Regions from separate parts of the Mus musculus genome. Here region 2 is linked to region 1. Evidence: chromatin contacts called from public Hi-C data. All regions are on one chromosome and are shown on one strand. The core of a region is the stretch at or near the end of the contact, and the rest is flanking DNA. Distances in the headings are between cores, read along the strand shown.

Region 1 (3,189 bases), core at 373-2,872:
CTCTGGGGGCTTCAGGGGCCGACGACTCTGGGGCGAAGGCAAGATCTCCAGTCGAACTTTCTCAGTAACACTGGCCAGGAGCTTAGTAGCCTCGACCAGTGAGCAGTGTTCTGTGCTGGTGCCATCGATGGCGAGGATGTGGTCTCCAGCATGCAGCGCACCACTCCTGGGGGACAGGGGGACAGAGAGGCTGGTCCAGAGGACAGAGACACAGGTTGCCTCTGCCCTGCATAGCCCTGCTTCACCTCACCTGTCCACCACGCTAGCTGGCTTGATACGGTCGATAGTGATAGCTGGCTTGTTCCGGTGGGAGCCAGTGGTGAGAGAGATCCCCAGGGCAGATCCTGGGGTCTTGGCTATTTCTACCACCAAAGGGCCTGAAGCATTGGCCACTGTGTCTGGAATGATGGGGAGGGAAAATATAAAGATTCGTGGAAAGTAAAGATGCTTGCTGTCCTGCCCAGCCTAACTCTGCTGTCCTTTAGCCCTTACTGCTGAGGAAGGGGATGATGCCACGGAGGGAAGGCAGTCTATTCAGCCATCAGCAAGTCAGGCCAGGCCTCCATTGTACTGCAGAAACATTCCTTACCTCCACCCCAAGCATTCTGGTCTCACATCAGCTCTCCCTGAGGCAACTAGTCACTTCCTCAGCCCCTGGCTTTTACCTTCACCCCTTTGGTCCTGGTTCCTTCCCATTCAGCCATCTGTAGCAGTCAGGCTGCCCCTCACTCTTGGGTCAAAATCTCCTGCCCCAGGGCATTTGCACTTACAATTCATCCTGGCTAAAGCTTTGCCACTCCACTTCATACTCTAGGTAGATCCTATGCCAGTGATTGCTCGTGTGTGTGTGTGTGTGTGTGTGTGTGTGTGTGTGTGTGTGTGTGTGTGTGTGTATACATACACAGGAGTGTGCTAATTGACATTTCCCCTCTTCAACTAGACACTTCACCTGTATTGTCCCTGCCTGACCCCTAGTGATATCAGGAGAGGCCTGATACTGTCAAGAGGTCCAGAGAGGCTAAAGCACTGGCCTAAGATCACACAGCCTTTATAGTACTGAGGATCAGGGACCTCTTCTTGCCCCAGCCCTTACCCTCAGACCTGAACATACCTGGGGTGGCCACATCATACTCCACTTGGAAAAGGGCCTCATGGCTACACTGTTGCAGGGTGGCTATTGCAGTAGCATGGCTGGCCCCATGCAGTGGGATCCCATCTATGCTGAGCAGCCTGTCGCCCACCTTTAAGGACCCCTCCCTGTAAAGGAGATGAAAGCCCAATCAGGGATGGAACACACAGAGTGAGTCAGGGGTGAACAGACAGAGTGTAAGTAAAAGGCCAACTCTGATGCCCTCTACCCACAGCATATCTGAGCTGGGTGTGTTCTTCAAGGCCACTCACATCACAGCCCAGATAGGGTGTCGGCCTGGCTGGGGACACACAGCATCAGAGAAGGGGTGGTCTGCTCATTGTAGAATCCCTTCCCATTGTCCCCAACCCAATTTTCTGATAGTGACTCTGGCCTAGTGACAGATGAGCTTGGGAAAGAACTCAGCAGTGCTCCAGTTTGGGCCCAACCCCTGCCCTGGAATGTCGCCCCTGACAGGTGCCAAAGCTATTCCAGGAGGTTCTATGAATAGCGACTCATGCAGGGCCCCAGACCAAGACCAAATTTAGATCTACAACAAGCCTGGTCCAGGCTTCTCTTAAAATGGTTAGGAGTGAGTCTCCTGCTCAGAGAACAAGGGTGAGGGGTCAGGAGACAGAAGCAGGGCCTGGACATATTCCTTTCCCACACCCTGTCCTCCTGGCCCAGCTGGGACACGAGAGGTTTCCATAGACAGGCCCAGCCAGAGATGGCCAGTCACAGAGCCCAGAGCACCTTTGGCCCAGGCTAAGTCAGAAAGATGCTGGGAAGATTAAAGCTGAGGCCTCTCTTAGCCACTTCCATCCATTCTCTGAGGGCATGTTGTCCCCTCCTGGCTTCAACCTCCCATGTGGGAAGCCATGTGAAGATCCAGGGCCTCAGATACCCATGCAGTGTCCACACGGCTTCCACCTGTCAAGTGGCCAGGGACATAGATGCTTCTGTCTCAGGCAAACTCACCTGTCCGCTGGGCCACCAGGTCTCACGTAAGTCAGGACCAATGGGCGGGATTTGTGCAGGTCCTCATGGGCACCTCCTGGACAGAATTCAACAGGGAGCAGAGGTCACTTACCCACGGTTCTCCTGGCAAGCCAAGGCCTTAACACCAGCCCAGGCAGCCTCCTTCTGCACAGGTGGGACAAGGGACAGGAAACACAATGCAAATCCTCTCTTGGTCACATCACACAGCCAGCCTCTCCTCCTGAGATCTCATTTTCTTTTCCTTTTTGCCCCGGTGACTAGGTAACTCAAACTTTGTCATGCATCTGCTGTAGCTATCCATCATCTCTGTGTGTTCTCTCGTCAGCCATGCGTGCCTCGTTGCTCCTCACAACTGTCCATTTGATGTCTGACTAAGTGGTCCTGTGTTCTTTAAAGGGCTAAGCAAGGGCTGGTGCGATATGGTTCAGCAGGCAAAGATCCTTGTTGCCCAGCCTCATGGCCTGAGTTTGTTACACAGAACCCACCCAGTGAAATGAGAGAACTGACTCCTATCCATTGTCCTCTGACCCCTACACACACACACACACACACACACACACACACACACACACACACACACACAATGTCGCAATACGCATGCATGTGCATGTATGAGCACAGAGAGAGACATGAAGATGAATATATACTCTGAGAAAGTCCTAATCAAAATCTAGGTCACATTCACCAATGTGATGCAGAACACACATGGATCCTCAGTGACCTCATTCTGGTCACCTCAACTCCAAGGAGAGCTGTCACACTGACCTCTGAGGACAAAGCCAAAGCTGTTGCCTTCCTTGTAGAGGGAGACGTCCACCGTCTTGGAAATGATCCTTGGGTTGTTTTCGGGAGCTGTAGGGAAATCGAGGCCTCCTTTGAGTCTCTCTGCTACATCTCTGTGCTGCTGGTAGATGTGCCCAAGGCTCACTCCAGGAGAACCAAGTGACCAGCCAGAGTCACAGCGATGGCTGACCTCTCTCTACTTTATATAGGCAGAGGAGGCGGGGCACTGGAAGGTCCTCATCTCTACTCAACCTAGACCACCACAGGCAGGGGAGAGG
Region 2 (3,165 bases), core at 141-2,640, 93 kb after region 1:
AGACAGGGTTTCTCTGTGTAGCCCTGGCTGTCCTGGAACTTATGCTGTAGATCAGGCTGGCCTTGAACTCAGAAATTCGCCTGCATCTGCCTCCCAACTGCAGGGGGCGGGGGGGGGGGAGGATATCTTAAAATTATTTCACTTACAACTTCTTTTTACCCAGTATTATTTTCATGACTTGAGGTATATATGGATACTTTAAAAATTACTTTAAAACAATTTGGCGCACACACACACACACACATATGTATATGTATATATATATATATATATATATATATATATATTCACCATTTATTAAAGATGAAAAACAATTTGTATCCTAATGACATGAATGTGCTTGTTTCAACAAAAGGAATTAAATATTGGCTAAACATTTGATACTGTAGGTCACAGAGCATCTTCAGTGCTTTTCAGAGTTGATTGTTTTGACTTTATCATCATCAATGTGGAGAACACTGCTTTGCAAAGATACAGCAAATTCATGTTTAGGGCCATTTCAGAAATTGTTGGAAATTTTGTCCTAAATCCCAGGTCAAAATTCTTTTAATTCTTTAGCAATTCAAATAGTAATTTCAAAATTAGAGTATTCTGGGGGCTGGTTGTGGTGGCACACAGCTTCAATCCCAGCATAAGGGAGGAAGAGGTAAGCAGGTATCTTTGAGTACAAGGCTAGCATGGTCTACAAAGCAAGTTCCAGGCAGCCAGGAGTACCCAGTGACCCCCAAATGAATGTATGAATGAATAGTTAAAATTCAAATATTCTGTTGGGCATAGTGGCTCACACATGTAATCCTAGCATTTAGGGGGCAGAGGCAGGAGGGCTGTTGCAAATTTGAGGCTAGCCAAGTCTACATAGAGAGTTTGAGGCCAGGTGGCTGTACAGTAAGACCCCATCTCAAAAAAAAAAAAAAAAAAAGCCTAAAAAGCAAAACAACAAACAAAACCAACAAAACAAATCACAAAACACCAAAAAAAAAAAACCAACATAAAACGAGTGTTTCTCATAGCCCATTCTTAAACAATAATTCCCACCACTACCAGTTTCATTAAATTCCTTTTGTTTTCATGTTGGAGACAGGAGTTTACTTAGCTCTCTTCATACGCTGCTATTCTTTTCCATCATCTAAGACTCTCCAGTCAATATAGTGTGTGTTGCAATGAAAGCTATCTTCCTTCCTTCTCTAGACGGCGACAATACTAGTCATTTTCACCTCACTTTCTGCTCTCTTCAAGATGGCCAATTGCGATCAATTCCAACCCTCTGACCTTCTCAAAATGACGACGTAGCGACTAGGGACCTCATACTGACGCTTTCAAGATGGCGCCGAGGTCGTAAATCCAAGTCGCAAAATGACGCAAACTCAGCGTCCCTATCAAAGACACTTCCGGTTCTGCTGCCGGGTGGGGGTGGCGGACTCGTAGGGTCTGACTGAGGCCACAGGGAGGCTGCGTCTTGGGACTGGACGCCTTGGCGGGACGATGGACCGAAAGAAAAAGCCTTTGGACGTTACAGCCTCCTCGGTGAGTACAAGTGTGGCTTAGCTCCGTGCTCCGCGTTCCCTCCGCCTGTCTCAGTCGAGAATGGTGACCTAGTTGTTGTCCCACGCAAGTCAGGGGCCTGGACTGCCCATCTGACAAGGATCCTGACCGACCCTTTCCCCGCAGAGACCCTCCTCAGCTTCCTTACTCACAGGATCCTGAACTCGGCTCCGCCAGGCGCCTGGGCTCCGTTCCCCTCGAACCCAGGCGGGTCTCGGACGCCATCCTCCCAGGGATCTCAGGGCGCATCCTGCGGGTCAGCCGCCGCCACAGCCGGCTCTCTGTCCGCAGGGACTTGGAGGACGAGCCCTTCCTGGGTTCTCCACTAGTCCAAAGCCCTTCTCGAGCACTGGGATATGATTTGTCTTCCCAGGGCTCCCAGGGTCCCCCCCAGCAGGATCCAGACAAGTTAGCTAGTGCCTTGTGGGATGGGGTACCCGGGCCAGTAAGGTCTGACAGGATGTAAGGAGTTTTGCTAACTTAACCACTCTCAGCAGAAAACTTGTAAACACTGTACACATTTTGTGTCCGTGCTTCATATGTGTGCTGCCATCGAGTCCTCAGAAGTGCTTTTGAGTGTAGGTGGTATTAATTGTCACTCTTAATGGATAATGAAGTTGACACCCAAAGGTGAATCCCGTTTTCCTCAATGTACACACAGATTTGTTGTGTGAGAAGCCAGGCTCAGTTTGATTGACTGCAAAATGGTGCCTTTTCTGATTGTTCAAAACATCTAATGTATCAAATTTTTTGTTGGAATTTGTTTTTTAATATAGAAAAATTGGTCTTAGTAATCATGTTTGCTTGGATTCAGTGCTTGCAAACTGAATTAATCAGGAAGTATATGCGCATGCGCTTAACTTTAGCACATAAGTGTCAGAGACAAGTGGACAGAGGCCACTGTAAGTCAGAGGCCAGCCTGAGCTACATAGTTCCAGTATAGCCAGAGCTACACAGTGAGACCCTGTCTTTAAAAACCAAACCAAAGTTAACTTGTCTGGAGGATAATGTTTTTAATAATTATAACACAAACGAAGTCCCGGAATTGATTGGTCATTTTGTGATTCAGATGTAGTTGTAGAATAGAAAGATATATAGCTAGGTAATTGATACATTTACAAAGTTAAAATCCTCCTCTTCCTCCTCCTCCTCCTCCTCCTCCTCCTCCTTCTTCTTCAGAATTTTAAATATTGGGTCCTGGAATGAAACTCCTTTACATTGTTAACATCCCTGCCAATAGTACCTTTAAGTGGATTTCTTTCAAATAGAAATTACTGAACTCAGTTATTTAAAAACAAACAAACAAACAAACAAACAAAAAAAGGTTTTTGGGGCTGGAGAGATAGGTTAAGAGCACTGGCAGCTCTTTCAGACGACCATGGTTTATTTCCAGCACCCACATGGTGGCTCTAAACTGTAGGTTCAGTTCCAGGAGATCTCTCTCTCTCTCTCTCTCTCTCTCTCTCTCACACACACACACACAACAACAACAACAACAACAACAAATGCACACTAAAAACCAAAAAGGAATCATTAAAAACATTTTTTAAAGATTTTAAATTTTGTGTATAATTGTTTTCCCTTTGTATATGCAATACATGTATGCCTGGTGTGGAACTGGAC

The links. Hi-C and Micro-C count contacts between places; a contact is called where the count stands out from the background.
Region 2: a Hi-C map of myocytes shows a contact between it and region 1, with 2.1 times the contacts expected there. The contact joins the promoter of Ccdc174 here to the enhancer-like site in region 1. A contact is called at or near these places in 1 of 39 promoter capture datasets (neural stem cells), 2 of 15 datasets of contacts at CTCF or cohesin (embryonic stem cells and stem cell-derived epiblast-like cells), 29 of 484 Hi-C or Micro-C datasets (3T3-L1-derived adipocytes, B cells, the C2C12 cell line and 17 more), 26 of 115 datasets of contacts at active chromatin or transcription factors (the 230-238 cell line, PVALB interneurons, the SCID.adh cell line and 14 more) and 4 of 9 other capture datasets (adipose tissue, embryonic stem cells, embryonic tail and 1 more).

What each region holds. Positions count from the first base shown.
Region 1 is chr6:91,783,574-91,786,762 of GRCm38.p6, forward strand. Grip2 (glutamate receptor interacting protein 2) reads right to left here. Exons shown (of 24, transcript NM_001159507.1): 5 at 2,894-2,980; 6 at 2,108-2,183; 7 at 1,112-1,257; 8 at 251-398; 9 at 1-166. Among named protein-coding and RNA genes, the nearest start is that of Grip2, 22 kb to the right of the region's middle. Within about 2 kb of position 1,623, at least 7 of the 459 cell types and tissues checked have an H3K27ac peak or open chromatin away from gene starts, as enhancers often do. A contact at or near this core is called in myocytes, where this site is marked.
Region 2 is chr6:91,876,663-91,879,827 of GRCm38.p6, forward strand. Ccdc174 (coiled-coil domain containing 174) reads left to right here and starts at 1,391. Exons shown (of 11, transcript NM_172730.2): 1 at 1,391-1,524. The coding sequence starts at 1,483.